Regions from separate parts of the Zea mays genome. Here region 1 is linked to region 2. A link is a contact called in public Hi-C data. All regions are on one chromosome and are shown on one strand. The core of a region is the stretch at or near the end of the contact, and the rest is flanking DNA. Distances in the headings are between cores, read along the strand shown. Region 1 holds the start of LOC103650664 (WD repeat-containing protein 48). Region 2 has its middle 20 kb from the start of LOC100382273.

Region 1 (3,008 bases), core at 483-2,982, 420 kb after region 2:
CTTTAGGGCTTTCGGTTACGTCTGGACCGAAGAAGATTAAATGACATTCTATTTAAATATGAACATGAGTGAATTTAATCTCTTCTAATTCCACTTAATCCACTCCTAACCGAACAAGCCTTTAAACTTTGCAAAACTCATCCAACCAAATTACTCACACATCTGTAACCTGCACTAAATCCATCAAACAAATTGCGGTTAAACTTAACACCGCAAAAATCAATAGTTTAGATCGTTGGATAACTCATCTCTTTTACTTTCTCAAAACTAATGAATAATATTATTTAGGCCTTGTTTGGATCCACCTAGTTTCTTAGAAACCGATTTTTTTAAAAAAAACCAGAAAAGTCTCCAAACATATCAGTTTTTTATTCAGTTTCAAAAAATTAGTTTCTTAGAAAACAAGAAGTTGGTCTCTCCAGGTAAAACTAGTTTATAAGAATCTAGGTGGATCCAAATACCTTATCATAATCTTTTTTCCTTCTAAAAGTCGGTTTCTAGAAACCAATTAAAAAAACTTGGATCCAAACATAACCTTAGATCATCTCTCATCCTCCATGACTCCCTCTGTGACCTGACGACCCCAGCCTCCAAGCGACACCGCTGCCCCCTTCTCCTCCCCACACTCACGTTGCTATAGTTGTCGACTCCTTCCCTCCCCAGGATCGTAATGTTAGCACAAATTATATGCTTTCATAATGTTACGAGTATAAATTACAGTTTTCTAAAAAGTTGTGATGACATGTTTTGTTACACAAAATGACAAAATGCTATACACAGAACTTATGCATATAAACATTATAACTTTTGAAAAAAGCGAAAAGTTGCATACACATTTTCTTTTCAAAAAAGGGATTATATAATTGTTCGTTTGTTTTTTCATCCCTGATTAGTGATTAATATAGCTCCGCTTTAGGGCTGATTTCGTGACCAGATAAATGGAGGAATCCCCTTATTATTTAATTGAATAGCAAAAGAATTCTTCTCATGGATCCTTTTACTTCTCTAGTCACCAAACAACCCTTAGAGATGATAATGGCCTCAGAAGAAACTTTCCTTTGTGTTTAATTTGATAGGAAAACCATTGGAAAAAAATCCACTCATACCTCATGTTTTGGTTTCCTGTGTTTCTTCTGCAGTTCAGCCAAACACCTATTCCTACAAGCTTTCTTTGTTTTTTCATTCATCTATTCTGCATATGCATTCCAATCTTATACATGTGTCTTTTCTATTCCTATAGTTTTTTGAAATATACGTTCCAAAAATCCCCTAAAGTTAGAAAAGTAACTGGGCTGCATGGAATCCCTAAAGTTGAGAAAAGTAACTGGGTTACATGTGCGTGTGCGAGCTTGCATCGATGCATACCGGTAACCAATCACAAGCACGTATGCTGCCAACACATTTGGTGAGCCTGAACGGCTCGACAACCAAACACGCCAATAGAAAAACAAGAATGAAGAAGAAAGAAAACAAGAATGAAGAAGAAACGTCCCTCACAAATGTTCATAGAATTCCTGTGATTTTTCCGTTCCGTTGACAAAGAGCTCCGTTGCCATCCCTACCTCGCTCTCCGTTTCGGTATTGTCCAGTTGGAGCAGAAGCAAGCTGACACCGAAGTTCATGATTTGGGGCTTATTTGGTTGTGAGAGTGGTATAGTTGCCTGAGCCAGACATCATTACATGCCATCGATTCTGAGTATGTAGCGGCTAAAATGTTATGTTTGGAAGAGCTCCAACCAAACAAGCCTCTGCTTGACCAGAGTCCCGGCCCGTGCACACCCAACCCATCCAGCTCGGCCGAGACGAGCTCAAGTTCATCCAGACCACGAAGTGACGTCACTCAAGCTTCCCCGGGCCCGGCCCGGCCCGGCCCACCCAGTCATAGCCAACTACACGACACAACCTGCCTTCCTTGGTTCCTCCACCCCGTCCTCCCCTGTCCCGTCGCGTCAGCCACTCGCCGCGGCCAACTACCGCCGCCGCTGTTGCAGCCGCCCATCTGCTTCCATCGCGTCGCGGAGGCCGCTCGCTTCGCCGCCGCACGCTCCGCTCTTCCGGTGCCCTCCTCCGGGACCCTCGGCCACGCCGCGTCGCCTTAAACCCTAGATCTGCGCTCCCCGCCCCCGCGCTGGCCGCGGCCGCGTACTGACGCCGGCACGCTGCCGATCTCCATACGTCGCTCGATCCCAGGTGACGATCGGTTGCTTTCTGTGGACTGGGTACCGTGGTCACGCTGCTTAGTTCAGCTTAAAGCCTTAAACAACTGATCGAACCATCTCCACTGTTTTGAATCACCGCTGTTACCGATTAATGGCTTGATTGGTGCCGAGTTTTATTTGGATGGTGCTCGGCTTCCTACTTGGGCGCACGTGTGAGCCAGTGTTGCAGCGGTTGTAGAATGTTGACCTGATTCTCTAATTGGGATGCCAGTGTTGTAGACACAGACTTAGACTGATGTGCCTTTTGCGTTGAACTGCTCATTGAACTGATACCCCCGATTCCGTAGTTTAACTGGTTTGTTTGGATACACGTGTGATTTTTCTCTGCTGATAAATTTTAGGAAATGTTGTTTTTGGCATTGAGTGTTCTTATTAATATATGGGGGGCATAGTGTCTACCTTCCGTTATTTTGATTTCTCAGTTGCCGCGTTTCACACGAAGGGCAGTCATGCGTGTCACATGAAGGGTGGTCACATGATTTTGCAGCATAACACTACTACATGTTGGACCTTCTGTATCTATACACAAATTTTCCTATTAGATACTTGCTGAAACCATACTAGCTATTTTGTGATCTTAGTGCCCTTATGAAATATTTATCATTACTTTGTAGGTTTAGCTGCTTCGAATTTAGATAAGTTTCTTCCATGCATCGTGTTGGAAGTGCTGGTAACACGGCTGGCTCGACTCGACCGAGAAAGGAGAAGCGCTTCACATATGTGCTCAATGATGCTGATGATAAAAAGGTATGTTATATATTAAAATAAGCGACCGTTGTTAGCTCTTTC
Region 2 (3,055 bases), core at 124-2,623:
GACACTGTCCGGTGCGCCACTTGCTGCAGCAAGTCTGTTTTGCTCTAGTCTTGTATAATTGCCCCAAGGCTATTTTCGTTATATGTGTATGTGAACTTTATGCACCTGAGAAAAATATTAACTAGGCAAACTAGTTAGTCCATAAGGTTTGTGATGGTCGTCAAACACCAAAATCGATTATAGGAAATGTTGAGTCCATTTCCATTTCAGTAAGTGCAATCAAGATTTTGAGGGGTTTGGTAATCAAATGACAAAACAAATAAAGATTCTAATAAGTGTACTTCAAGTATGTACTCAGTTATCTCAAGATCCAAAGAAGTACATGAGATCATGTCGAATAAAAATTGAAGCATATAATACAACAAAATCATGCAGGTCTTTAATCAATATTCATTTAATTCTCGTGGTTCCACGCACGAACAAGACATTACAATTGATAGTCACCTAGGGGGTGAATAGTTGTGAAAGGTAAATGCACCCTTGGGCGATTTCTAGTTGTTTTGGTGATTAAATACTCAACACACCGCTTTGAACTAACTCTCTTGATATGAGCATGAGCACAGGTTTAGAGAAAGTAAATTGAAGACAACAAGTCAAGATGAGTTGATTTGGAGGCCCAAATGTGCAACTCTGAGCAAACCAACATAAACACAAGGTTTAAATGTTTAGATAAGTTACACACCCCTACTCTATATTTATAGCACTTTGTTTTGGTGTAATATCCAAATAGTGAGAGTAATAGAATGTACAAGAAATGAGAAATATAAAAGGTTCATTTGACCATTTGTGTTGTTATTCTCATTTTTGCATATTTCAAATCATGTGATTAACCTTGACTACCAATAAATATAATAAATAAAAGAATGGTGCATCATGTTGGAGTTCAATTGCTTGTTCATTAATGATAAAAATAATCATAATAAAAACACATTAATAATGAAAAGGAGGTTTTGATCTAATTTGAAACTTAGAATTTGGAGAGGGAATAGAAAAGGGAGACTACATGCAAAGTAAATAAAAATATATAAATAAAGATATTATTTTACGCTGGCATATTGAAATTGAAGGATTAATCCAAAGTACAAGTTCACAACAAATATTTGAATCCAAATTTGGGGTTTAAAAATAAAGAGGAAAGAAAACAGAAAATGTAAAAGAGAAAAGAAAGAAAAACAGTGCGCCTGGGCCGATTTCAGTTGGCTCGGCCCACTTGTTCACCGCCCGCGGCCCAGCCGACTCTGGTGCGCGCGGGTCACTGAGCGAAGGGGCCCGTGGGTCAGTTTCCGCGGAGGCGCGCGTTTGCTCTTTAGATTACTGCCATGCGGGTCCGGCTTGTCAGACACTCGCTCGTCGCCCAGTCCGCGTCGTGCACCCGTTACGCCGACCGGTGGGCCCGACCGTGCAGGATCGTCAACTACCTCCCGGATGGAGTGTGGCATGGGCGGACCTGCTCGAGCTCCGTAAAACGGCCGCTGACCGAACCCAACCGGAGTATAAAACCCTATCAGACCTCGCCTCCTTCTCAACCCTCCTGCGCCGCCACAAAGGAACCTCGATGTAGCAAGAGGAAGGGGAGTACAACGAGAGGGAGAGAGAGGTTTCCGCCGCCGCCGGATAGATCCATACCACGGTGGTGGCAGGGCCGTAGTAAAGCGCCTGGGGTGACCGCGAGCGGCTACTGAAGCTATCCGTGGCATCTCCTGGCGATGTAATCCAACAACGCGCCACCAATTTCTCGACGCCTTTCCACCGCCGCCGCGAGTGCCTGTGCCGCCGTGGGTAGGGTTCTGCGCGTCGCCAACTCTGGTAAGAACCTGCCCATAGACTCACGTCAATCCCTGCTACGCGTAGCACCATCGGAATCAAAGTTCGATGCGCGGGTTGCGGGATCGTAGCCCTACGGCGATGGCGCCGCCGTAGATGGAGTAGGCATCGCCGCTGTCGGGTTCGAGTGAGGAAGAGAGTGCGTGGGCCGTCCATCCATCACTTAACGACTATGATTAAAAGATTGGATGGGCACGCCGTAGCCATTGATCGGAAGATGAACGACATAAATTAGATCGGGCATACCCCTTCGCCGGATGAAGCCACGCCGTTGGATCTCAATCGGACGCATCTGGGGCGGTCTGGAGCGTTTTAAATCCGTGCCGTCAATCGCGAATCGAAGAGCTACCATAGCGTACCGGTTTAGGTAGTCTTAAACTAATCTGAGTCGTCCAATGGGGATCGGGCGGCTGAGAATAAACACTACCCTTCGGCCTCTGCGGTCTTATAAAAGAGCCCCTATCCTTTATCTATATCAACCCGCCGTCCAGAAGCAGTAGAAAAGGATTTAAATCGGGTCCCTGGTATTTACGGTTTAGACCCCATGTTCTCTGGAAATTCGGTGTGCACTCCAGGGATATGTGAAAACAGGAAAAAGAATCTAGAAAATGGATTTCTAGAGTAAAAATAATTCCAGAACTCATTTAATTCATAGAAAATTCATTTTAAATCTTTTTTTATCCATTCTAGTGACATCAATTATGTTTAGCCATAAAACATAGATTAAAATTATCTACTTAATTTATTCTATAAAAACACTTAATAACTTCAGAAAATCATAACTCGGTAATCGTAATTCGGAATTTAGTGATTCTTGTTCCTACGATCTCATTACGACGCGTAGAATATTATCATGCATTCTGTTCTGTTGTTTTGTGTGATGTTAATTTCTCCTGTACTATGTTTGTTTGTATTGTTGCGAGTAGACGAGCAAGTGACCGAGAACCCAGATGTTCAGCAGGTGGAGACTGCTGAGCAGGAGCTCGTTGAAGGCAAGTTGTGTCCTTGATCACTTCTATTTACCCATTAATGTTCATATTAATCATTATGATCTGTATAGGTTAATTTTGATGGGACCCAATAGGTCATCCTAGTTTGGCTATCTTTATACCTTGTTTACCACTGAACTTTTGGGTAGTACCTGCTATTGCTTTATGTGGTTTTGGGTATTGAGATACACATTATTCATGATCATGCTTTTATTATCAATTTGTTATTTACTGTACATGAT

Evidence for each region. A called contact is a pair of places that touch in the nucleus more often than the background predicts.
Region 1: a contact with region 2 is called in a Hi-C map of tassel, with 2.6 times the contacts expected there. The contact joins the promoter of LOC103650664 here to the enhancer-like site in region 2. A contact is called at or near these places in 3 of 25 Hi-C or Micro-C datasets (bundle sheath, endosperm and tassel).

Annotation. Positions count from the first base shown.
Region 1 is chr3:144,006,599-144,009,606 of Zm-B73-REFERENCE-NAM-5.0, forward strand. LOC103650664 (WD repeat-containing protein 48) reads left to right here and starts at 1,733. Exons shown (of 19, transcript XR_004857203.1): 1 at 1,733-2,190; 2 at 2,834-2,966.
Region 2 is chr3:143,583,843-143,586,897 of Zm-B73-REFERENCE-NAM-5.0, forward strand. No RefSeq gene overlaps it. Among protein-coding and RNA genes, the nearest start is that of LOC100382273, 20 kb to the left of the region's middle. Within about 2 kb of position 1,374, at least 19 of the 20 cell types and tissues checked have an H3K27ac peak or open chromatin away from gene starts, as enhancers often do. A contact at or near this core is called in bundle sheath and tassel, where this site is marked.